2 separate regions of the Mus musculus genome follow, and region 1 is linked to region 2. A link is a contact called in public HiChIP or PLAC-seq data. All regions are on one chromosome and are shown on one strand. The core of a region is the stretch at or near the end of the contact, and the rest is flanking DNA. Distances in the headings are between cores, read along the strand shown. Region 1 holds the start of F10 (coagulation factor X). Region 2 overlaps Rab20 (RAB20, member RAS oncogene family).

Region 1 (5,454 bases), core at 2,937-5,436, 1.6 Mb after region 2:
CGTTCTCCCTGTGAGGCTCTGGCAGACCCCAGCTCTAGAAAGCAGGTCCTCAGCTGTCCCCACACCGTTGTCTGCCTCCTCTCCTAGCCGCTGCACAAGGCCCTCCCTGCCCACTCTAGAAGTAAGCCCCAAGTTCCTCTGTCCTGAGGCCTCTCACTGCCCCCAGCAGGAGCCATGGCAGCAGCCAACTGCTTCTCATCCCACAGTCACCTTCGCCTCTGCACCCTGCTCTCTCTGACTTCTGTTTCATACAGTTGAGTACCCGTGTGGGAGAATACCTGTTGTAGAAAAAAGAAACTCCAGCAGCCGCCAAGGCCGCATTGTGGGAGGCAACGTGTGCCCCAAAGGGGAGTGTCCATGGCAGGTAATGCTCTCCGTCCAGGGAAAACCTCTCTCTCCAGCTCCGGCTCCCCTGACATTAGGGTTTCTACTCTGGGGTATGGAAGTTTTGAGTTGGGTTACATTTATACAGAAGAGACATGGGCCAGCCTCCATCCCCCTATCCCCTCCCCCACACTCTTGTCCAGAGAAAGGGAAAGAAAGCAGGTATTGGGGCCCATCCCATGAAAACCCATGCCAGGCCCACAGTTGCCTTGCACAAGTCACTTGAAGAGCTGTAGTTGCACCTCATCATCCATGCACCCCACCCTTCTGCACCCCTGTTGTCTACCAGAGCCAGCAGATCTAGGGCTGCTCTACCCTGCTGGGGGAATCCCCAAAGGGATGGTGGGCAGGAATTGTGTCAAGTCAGCTGCTTCCTTGGGGGCAAGGAGACCATAAAAGTAGCATGGCTCTCTTTGTCTGTGTGCCCCCGCCCAGGCTGTGCTGAAAATCAATGGGTTATTGCTGTGTGGGGCCGTCCTGCTGGACGCCAGATGGATAGTGACCGCAGCCCACTGCTTCGATAATATCCGCTACTGGGGAAACATCACAGTGGTGATGGGTAGGTATGGCCCATCCCTGGCCTCTGGCCTGAGGGCATTTTCAGATTAAGATTGGCTCAGAGGCTGAGAGCCAATGGCCTGACAATGTCTCTAACCAGGTGATATCTTCAAGAGTGGCACTGGAGATGACCCACTTGTCCTCTGGGCCCCCCTCCTGTCAGAGAATAGGAAACTGGGGGGCTACTCTGTCCACCTTGCCCTACTCAGATTGGGTGTCAAGGACCCCATTCACTCCTGCAGGCTCTGCCCATTCACAACCTTCCCTCCAGAACTGCAGTGGACCCTGGGCCAGGCTTCTCCTGAGACCCTGGCAAGGAGTCAAATCCTCAGACACCAGAGGCTGAACTGACCACAGCCCTATCCACATACTCTAGGTTAGAGAAGCAAGACAAACAAGAGCTCTGTGTGGGGACATGGCCACACATGGTAGGATACGTGCCATGAGACATGGTAGGATATGTGCCATGAGGCATGGTAGGATATGTGCCATGAGGCATGGTAGGATATGTGCCATGAGGCATGGTAGGATATGTGCCATGAGGCATGGTAGGATATGTGCCATGAGGCATGGTAGGATACGTGCCATGAGGCATGGTAGGATATGTGCCATGAGTGGCGTGGTAGGATATGTGCCATGAGTGGCGTGGTGTCCTCCCAGGTGAACATGACTTCAGTGAGAAGGATGGGGATGAGCAAGTACGACGGGTGACACAGGTCATCATGCCCGACAAGTACATCCGCGGCAAGATCAACCACGACATTGCCCTGCTCCGCCTTCACCGGCCTGTGACCTTCACTGACTACGTGGTGCCCCTGTGTCTGCCTGAAAAGTCCTTCTCCGAGAACACCCTAGCCAGAATCCGCTTCTCAAGGGTCAGTGGCTGGGGCCAGCTACTGGACCGTGGTGCCACAGCCCTGGAACTCATGTCCATCGAGGTGCCCCGGCTGATGACCCAGGACTGTCTGGAGCACGCCAAGCACAGCTCTAACACCCCCAAAATCACAGAGAACATGTTCTGCGCTGGCTACATGGATGGTACCAAGGACGCCTGCAAGGGTGACAGCGGTGGCCCACATGCCACGCACTACCATGGCACATGGTATCTGACAGGTGTGGTCAGCTGGGGGGAGGGCTGTGCAGCTATTGGTCACATTGGGGTGTACACCAGGGTCTCCCAGTACATAGACTGGCTGGTCAGACACATGGACTCCAAGCTCCAGGTTGGGGTTTTCCGACTCCCACTACTGTAGCTCCTTGGATAGCCCAACCCGTCCCAAGAAGGAAGCTACGGCCTGTGAAGCTGTTCTATGGACTTTCCTGCTATTCTTGTGTAAGGGAAGAGAATGAGATAAAGAGAGAGTGAAGAAAGCAGAGGGGGAGGTAAATGAGAGAGGCTGGGAAAGGGGAAACAGAAAGCAGGGCCGGGGGAAGAGTCTAAGTTAGAGACTCACAAAGAAACTCAAGAGGGGCTGGGCAGTGCAGTCACAGTCAGGCAGCTGAGGGGCAGGGTGTCCCTGAGGGAGGCGAGGCTCAGGCCTTGCTCCCGTCTCCCCGTAGCTGCCTCCTGTCTGCATGCATTCGGTCTGCAGTACTACACAGTAGGTATGCACATGAGCACGTAGGACACGTGAATGTGCCGCATGCATGTGCGTGCCTGTGTGTCCATCATTGGCACTGTTGCTCACTTGTGCTTCCTGTGAGCACCCTGTCTTGGTTTCAATTAAATGAGAAACATGGTCTCCACGTGTAGGGTCATGCTTCCGGGTTGCCTAAGGGAGTGTTTCTGAAGTACAGTGTGCACCCCTGCCATGGACTGTTTCCCCCTGGCAGGGACCGGCTGATTTCAGCACACCTTGGGGATACCTGCTGTTACCCTGGGTTGTCCTTAAGTCCCTGAGTGGAGCCTCTGATGTCAAGTCACATACACATCGGCGGGGCTGCTCTTCCTGGGAAAAGGAAGGGGAAGGTGGACTAGAGTCAAAGAGTAAGCTGAGAGGGCTTGATCAAGTGCGTCATGGCCTTAGTTTCCCCAATCACTAGTAGGTAGGCAGGCATCCATCTCACAGAGCCAATCTGAGTTGCCACCAAGGGCCCTTGGGAGGCCTTACTGAGAATCTAGCTCCCTGAAGACTGACGTGCTCAGTATGGGTTGTGCTTATTCTCCAGTCAGCATGTCCTTTCTGGGGGTGGGGCCATAGAGAGGGGAGGCGACAAAGGGAGGACCCCCTCAAGCCAGCTTTAGTGTTTGTCCCTAGTCCCAGACCACAGGTCTGCTGTGAGTACCTCACAGACTCAGTGTAGGCTCAGTGACACAGTACACGGGCATCATCAGGCAGGGCAGCGATCAGGCACCAGACTCCTGCCAACAGCCACCAGAGCACCGCGCACATTTCCCAAGTTCTGTTATGTCTGCCACAGCCTAGGAAATGACAGTGACTTCCCTCCTGGTGAGATGCCAGCATCAGCCTCAACATCTGATGTCACGGGTGTGTGTGTTTGTCAGGTACCCACAGCACGCCAAGGCCCTCTCAGCACTGGTAACAGTGATAAGCCAAGTGTCATCACCGTACTCTCTGGCTACGTGCATGCAGCCACAGTCATGAGCCATTGCCTAACCAAACTCCAGTACAGTGAGCATGAGAAGCCTATTGCTGCTCACTAATTAGCAGGCATGGTGCGCATGCTCCGCAGACTCAAAAATAGCTCTGCCAGATGAAGCTTTGAAGGAGGAAGGGCTCAGCATGTAGAAGGTGGAGTCAGGGTGAGCACTGCCTCCTCACAGGCCAAAGTTAGGGAGTTTTGTTGTTGTTGCTGCTGGGACTGCTCCTGCAGTTCTCTAGGGACACCGGAGCATGGGCCTGTAGCCCCAATTACATGTACACACACACTCTCAGAAGAGTCAAATGGCCACAGCATGTGAGAGGAGCTGTTTCCACATCTATAGCTCTCAGATGGCTTACCCTTCCCTGGCCTCCTCTTTCAGGACCAAGGGAAATGGCTACTCCCCTGCAGAACCGACCCAAGGTATGAGCCACATGCTCTGCAGAAGTGCCATCGGCCATCAAGCACCAAGACTCCACTCACACAGTCTCCACCCTCCAGGCCTGCGGGAAGGCTGGGAGTGGCAGGCCTGGTGGGCAGAACACACCCCCAACCCTGATGATTGCCACATGGCCCTGTGGACTTCCCTGGATGTCACGTATGAGAGAAGTGACCTTGTGTCAAGACACCAACAGTTCAGGGTTCCTGTTCCCCAATAGCTCAGCCTGTTTCCGTGACTACAATATATAGCCATTGTCCAAGAGACACATAAACCTCACACCTACACCTCTGCCCGCCCGGAGTCAGCAGGGCCCAGCCAGAAGATTGAGGGCTTGGATTCAAATCCCACATCTGACCTGACACCCATGCTTTGCCTCATGCCTGTTTCAACTTCTGTTCCTTAAAACAAGGAGGGGGGACTGACCCCTCTACCAGCTGGGTAAGTGCCAGCAGGGCTGGGGTGAGCATTGGAGAACCAGGCAACCCCCCATCAAATGCTATTGTTGCTCTCTGCAGGAAGCAGGCCCTGCCTGGCAGTTCTGGATAAGGGTAGCCTCCCCTAGAAAGGCTGGGGCTGGTCACCACAGTCCCCAGTCCCCTGACCTCATTGCTGGCCCAGGGCTCCAATCAGAAGGCTGAGATAAGCAGAAGGCCCATGGCCACCTGGGGCCCAGGGTGAGTGAACCTTGCCCCATGCCTGTCACAGCCACTGCCGTCCTTGACCACACCATGGGGAGCCCGGTGCAACTCAGCCTGCTCTGTGTTGTCCTGGCCAGCCTCCTGCTCCCTGGGAAAGGTGGTAAGTACTCCAGTCCTTCACGGTGAAGAGCGGCCCGGGGAGAGGGGGTGAGAGTGGGTGGGAGGGTGGGAGGGTGAAATGCTTGGTTCGCTGACCAGCGACAGGCTGGCTTCTAAAGGTATACATAGAGCCAGCTGCGAGTACCCATGCAGAGCACATGGAGATTTGAATGAAAGGAAACGGAGAAAGGAGAGGAAGGGAATGGAGACAAAGTGAGAGAGAAACCATGATAAGGAGAGAGGGGAGGGCAGAGAAAATGACACCAAGACAAAGCCACCCCAGACATAGAAGACACAGGAGCCAAGGCCCTGAGCTTGGGGAGCTCGGCTGGACCAGAGACTGCACAAGGCAAAGCTGTACAGGCAGTGAGCAGCTCCCAGGCCTGTTCCCCCCTCCCCAAAAAGGCTTATTTTAGCTAGCCCAGAGCAGGCTCTGCTCGTGCAGAGCTGGCCTTGCTCCAGTACAAGGAGAAGCCTCAGCAACACTGGGCACCTCGCATGTACTGGGGCCTTAATGAGGAAAACATCTCTGGGAAACCTGCTACCACTCAGTCGATGGGTCGATGTCAGTAAGCCACTGGCAAGGTCAGCCCCACAGAGACAGCCACATGTTTGAGGGCAGCAACATGTGGGAACTGGACAAAGGCCTCCAGTAACAAAGCACACAGC
Region 2 (5,738 bases), core at 1,016-3,515:
CAAATGGCCCTTTCACAGGGGTCATCTAAGACCATTGGAAAAAACACAGAGATTTCATTTACATTATGATTCACAGCAGTAGTAACATGAAATAGCAACGAAGATGATTTTATGGTTGTAGGACACCGCAACACGAGAAACTGTTAAAGGGTCCTGGCGTTAGGAAGGTTGGTCACTAATTCAGTCCCCCAGCCTCTGCAGCTTGATTCCACTCATCTGTGGTCTCTGTCACAGTTGTCTCCAGAGCCCAATGCTCTCCAAGTCACCAACAGCAGGAATCTCAGCTTTTTCTGCCCTGCTGTCATCTGGGAGGTAGCTTTCAGCTGGGGCTGGGTGCCAGATCACTGATGTCAGGCAGACACAGGCAGGTCCTTGGTGGCCTTGTCTCAGCACTGCCTGCAGGACAGTCACCAGGAAACCATCAAAACCAGACCTCCAGGCCATCTGCACAGGAACCAGATCAGCAGGTTCCCGGGCTGGGAGGCAGCCCTGGTTCCAGGCCTCAATCCATCACTTTCTACCCAGAGGGCCTTTCCAGGTAAGCAGCTCACTCTCAGCACGAGGCCTGTGAGTCCCAAAGGCCATGTGGATATGACACAGCCAAATCACTCAACAACCCCCCCCCATGACCCCCTGTGTCACTCCGTGAACCCCCACTCCAAGGCCAATGGCTGCATCTCTCACCTGGCATCCAATACCCACTCCCCATTGCTCCTTTCCAGCCTAGCCTCAAACTTCCCCCACTATCCCTTTGTAGCCTAACCCTCCCTCCACTCCTCCCCACCCCTGTCCCATTGCCCTTTACAGCCTAACCCTCCACTTCCCCAGCAGGACCTAATGCTCTCCACCGTCTCTCCGTCCCCTCCATCTCCAGGCTCCTCTGACCATTTCAGCCTCCATAATTAACACTTGCTCATTCCTTCCTGCACGCTGTGGTTAAACATGGGAAGCAATGAATGGTTTTTAAATGGTTCCTATTATTTTTAATCACTGGATGGCCAGCACCATCCAACAACAACAACAAAGCTACCCCAACCCCATACAATAGTTGCTGACTGCCACACTTAAGTTTAAAAGGGTAGAGCTGGGGATGATGGCTCAGCCAGCAAAGTGCTTACTGTACAAACATGAGGCCTGAGTCCCATCCCAGAGCTCAGGTATAAAGCCAGGGTGTGCTGGCGAAGACAGGAGGATGTTGGCAGCAGCCTAGCCAACTCAGCAAGTCCCAAGTCAGTGAAGAGTCCCTGTCTCAAAAACAAGGTGAACGACATCTTGGGGAATGGCAAGATGTCGTTGACCTCTGGCATCTATATACATATGCAGTGCACATACATGCATGTGCACACATACGAACACACACAAAACACATTTTTTGACACAGGGTTTCTCTGTGTAGCCCTGGCTGTCCTGGAACTCACTCTGTAGACCAGACTGGCCTTGAACTCAGAAATCTGCCTGCTTCTGCCTCCCAAGGGCTGGGATTAAAGGCTTGTGCCACCACTGCCCAGCTGACCCACATAATTTTTTATCTTTACTTCAATATACAGTCCACAGAAAGCTATTGTGCCACCACTTCTAAACCAGAGTGTATTTTACTCCGTGTGACACCACCACTGTTCAGTTCACACGTGACCATGGCTGTGTTTAGGCAGAGAAGATGGACTTAAATTCTCTGAGGCAGAGGCCAAATGCACCTGTGTGCCCAGTTCCCAGAACCAGGGTGTGCTCCAGCCTCACAGGAAGGAGGCTAGGAAGGAGAAAATGGCACCAGCATCTTCAGTCCTCCCAACCCTCAGTCAGGTGCCAATCAAGCCTGTATCTTTTCCCCTTTCCTCATCACAAGCCAGGCCACAGATGCCAGCAATCCCAGTCCCCTGGAATCTGTCTTGCCTGTCCCAGCCTCACAGTCCTTCTTTCCACTTGTCATGGGCAACTAAGACTCTACGGATAGCCAGGAAACCCTGCCCCATGCCCTGTTCTCAGCCCCAGATGGCAAGTGGCACCTAAGACAGTACACCTTCTCAGAAGCCTTACACAGAATCCTGGCTTTCACTTCCACCTTGAAAGGTGAGCAGAAGGTCAAACCACCACCACTCATGTCCAAAAATAGATAAATTTACACTACGGTCACTAATGTAGCTTCAACTATGCTCCTAAAAGATAACTCAAGTTCTCATTTCCACCCTGTGTCTGTGACCTTCTCTGGGGGAGATGATTAGCTAAGCTCACCACATCACACTGGACAGTGCCCAGTGCTCAGCAGGCTGTGAGTCATGGCTCTGCAAGAAGAGGAGGGTCAGACACATAGAGGAATAGTGAGGCCTCGGGGACAGGACCGTGAAGATCCCCCAGAGGAGGGAGACATTTGGTTTTTGCTCTGTGGTGAAGCCAGCCACCAGCACCTGGACTTCAGACATCCAACTCCAGAATTTCAAGAGAATCAGTTTCTATTGTGGTAAGCCACAGACAGTGTGAAACTCCCTAAAGCAGCCCTGGGCTACTCGGGCCTAGACTGGAGGCCGCCACCTTTCACCCTCATCAGGAAGTCAGAAACCATGAACCCATCGACAATCATACTTCCTTTTCCTCCGTGCACAGGGGTGAGACGGGCAAGGGGTGTTCCTTCCATCCAGGCCAGCCATCCCTTGTCCCACCTTCAAAACCAAGACAAGCCAATCACAAACTTCAGTGAAGGAAGAGAAATTGGTAAGAATGGAACACATGACACTGGACTTGCGTCACAAAAACCCGAATGCTACTCCTGAACCAGCTCAGCAAAGCCACTCACTTCCTGAGCACAGGACTTAACCAAGTACAGAGATTCCCAGAGACATCAGCATGTGACTTTGTTTCTCAACCTTAAACCGGATCCAAACTAGAAAGAACGACCTTTGCCCTCCCTTCTGACTTCTTGAGAAATAAAGAGCCAAGCCTGGTTTCTTTATCACTCCGGACAAACACAAGGATGAAGAGGTGTAACCCTGAACAGCTGTGCAAGAGACTAAGGACCTACAGGTCAAAACTAGCCTCCAGCTGCATGGTAGGGACAGAAGCTGCCCTGAGGCCTGTGAGGATGCAGCTGGCCCGTACTGAACTGAACAGTAAGCGCCAAGGTGGCCACCATAGGACCTAGGGCATTAAAGCCAGTGAAACAGAGCTGGGCTATGATCACAGGAGCCATGGCCACATAGGCAGTAGGGAAGGTTACAGTCAGAGTTCAGGTCCCTGATCCTCATACCATGTACACTGTCAACCTCGGGTCCTAATCTGAAATGTTGAGGAAACAGATGTCAGGAAAAGAAGGCTGGTGGCCTCAGAAGTGGCTCTGTCAGTGAAGTGCTTGCTCACAAGCAGTAAGACCTGAGTTTGGATGACCTAAAACCCAGATGATAAAGCGATGTATGGCAATGTGCTCCTGTGACCCTGGCACTGAGAACAAAGATAGGCTGATCCCTGGGGCCAGTCTGTCTAGCTAAACTTATGAGCCTCAGGTTCAGTGAGAGACCCTGCCTCAAAGTCTAAAGAAGGTGATAGCTGGGGAAGACACCCCACGTCATCCTCACACAACCATACAGCACATGCAAGAGAGAGAGAGAGAGAGTGTGTGTGTGTGTGTGTGTGTGTGTGTGTGTGTGAGATAAAAGAAGAGAAGGTTGGTCTGTCACAATCTCAGGAAATAACGGATCAGGCAAATCCACAAAGCCAGAGAAGCTTAAAGAATGAAAAGCATGGGACTGGAGAGACAGCTCAGTGGTTAAGAGCATCCTCTGCTCTCCCAGAGGTCCTGAGTTCATTTCCCAACAACCACATGGTGACTCACAGCCATCTGTAATGATATCTGATGCCCTCTTCTGGTGTGTCTGAAGACCGTGACAGTGTACTCATATATATAAAGTAAACAAATCTTTGAGAAAATAAAATTGTGGACTCCTCCACTAGCTGTAGCTTCCTCACGGGTGACAGGGACAGAAGTGAACAAGACAAGAAGCAAGGCATGACGCTGTATACACTAGAGATGAAATGTGAATCCGACTCACGAGGACTGAGTTTACCACGCTGTGGGAACAGCTAAGCTGAATCAGAGATGTCCTGCCATGGTCACCCAAAGCCAGCATGTGAAGAGATGAAGTCTCTTCTAAACATCCTGACTACAGAAGGCAGGGTGTACACCCAGAAGCAGGTTGTGTGTCACAGTGAAACAAATTAGCCTATTGTCAGGAAGCTCATCTGTGTCACCTGAACCATGTGTGTTCAAGCAAGAATTTACTGAGGGAAACCCAGTAACACCAAATAATGCAAAGACAAGAGAGGTTCTTTGACACCCAGGAAAAATACACTTATATAACAGGTTGAGCTGGGAGACAAAAGCCCTCACAGGGCCGCCCTCCAGATCCCCTTTTCCTTCAATAGGCACCGTGTGGCCTGCTGGCCACTGATTCTCAGAGGAGATTAACAAATAAAAAGCCAATCTCTTGCGAAGCCTGCTCATTAAAGCAGGAAGCTAAAGTCAGCTTCAAACAAGTTTTAACTTGCTTCAAAGCCAAGACTGGACCACAAGAATGAACCACATTAAGAAGAGTCTAGAAGGGACTCTTGAAATGCATTATTCAGAAGAGCCTCTATATAGGGGCACATCACTCTGCAGACATCCCAGGACGCTAAGGTCTTTGAGACTGGGAGAACTCCCTTCTGCAACTTACAAAGCCCTGTGAGAAGCATACAAGCATTTCCCCACCAGTACTGTCCCTGGGGCACCGATTCAGCCGTTTCTTGGGAAAGAGAACTTGACAGAGGTTTGGGCATTCAGTCACTTGTCATTTAAGCTGCGGGAGGGCTGTGCTCTAGCAAGACCACTGCAAAGCACATTCACTAAGTATTTGAGCAGTTTACAAGAACTGATTATCATATTAAAATATAACATTAGGATATGTACTGGACGGTTTTGTGTTTCAACTTGACACAGGCTGGAGTTATATCAGAGAAAGGAGCTTCAGTTGGGGAAATGCCTCCATGAGATCCAGCTGTAAGGCTCTCATGATCAATTAGTGATCAAGGGTGGGAGGGCCCCTTGTGGGTGGTACCATCTCTGGGCTGGTAGTCTTGGGTTGAATAAGAAAGCAAGCTGAGGGGCTGGCGAGATGGCTCAGCGGTTAAGAGCACTGACTGTTCTTCCGAAGGTCTTGAGTTCAAATCCCAGCAACCACATGGTGGCTCACAACCACCCGTAATGAGATCTGATGCCCTCTTCTGGTGTGTCTGAAGACAGCTACAGTGTAATTAGATATAATAATAAATAAATCTTTAAAAAAAAGAAAAAAAGAAAGAAAGCTGAGCAAGCCAGTAAGTAACATCCCTCCATGGCCTCTGCATCAGCTCCTGCTTCTTGACCTGCTTGAGTTCCAGTCCTGACTTCCTTTGGTGGTGAACAGCAGTGTGGAAGTATAAGCAGAATAAACCCTTTCCTCCCCAACTTGCTTCTTGGTCATGATGTTCGTGCAGGAATAGAAACCTGACTAAGACAGGATGTATGCAGAAATAAAACTTTAAACACATAGAACTGTCAGATTCATTGTGATAGAGGGTAGGCTGTGCATGCCAGGGGCTGGAGAGAGGATCAGGAGCCAGCAAGGAGTAGTATAATTTCAGAAGACTGAAATTTTCCAGAGGGCAAGGCATGTGAAGGGTGGAGCTCAGTAGACAGTGCCTCGCTCCGGAGCCAGCTCAAGGCCCTGGATTCA

What was found. HiChIP or PLAC-seq counts read pairs in DNA pulled down with a chosen protein or histone mark.
Region 1: an H3K27ac HiChIP or PLAC-seq map of bone marrow-derived dendritic cells shows a contact between it and region 2, with 8 times the contacts expected there. The contact joins the promoter of F10 here to the enhancer-like site in region 2. A contact is called at or near these places in 3 of 39 promoter capture datasets (liver and stem cell-derived epiblast-like cells) and 1 of 115 datasets of contacts at active chromatin or transcription factors (bone marrow-derived dendritic cells).

Annotation. Positions count from the first base shown.
Region 1 is chr8:13,033,122-13,038,575 of GRCm38.p6, forward strand. It overlaps F10 (coagulation factor X), which reads left to right and starts at 4,187. Exons shown (of 9, transcript NM_007972.4): 1 at 4,187-4,426; 2 at 4,694-4,786. The coding sequence starts at 4,717. It overlaps F7 (coagulation factor VII), which reads left to right. Exons shown (of 8, transcript NM_010172.4): 6 at 255-364; 7 at 820-943; 8 at 1,603-2,684. The coding sequence ends at 2,195.
Region 2 is chr8:11,461,661-11,467,398 of GRCm38.p6, forward strand. The region is part of intron 1 of Rab20 (RAB20, member RAS oncogene family); the gene reads right to left. Among named protein-coding and RNA genes, the nearest start is that of E230013L22Rik, 13 kb to the right of the region's middle. Within about 2 kb of position 2,266, at least 174 of the 459 cell types and tissues checked have an H3K27ac peak or open chromatin away from gene starts, as enhancers often do. A contact at or near this core is called in bone marrow-derived dendritic cells and liver, where this site is marked.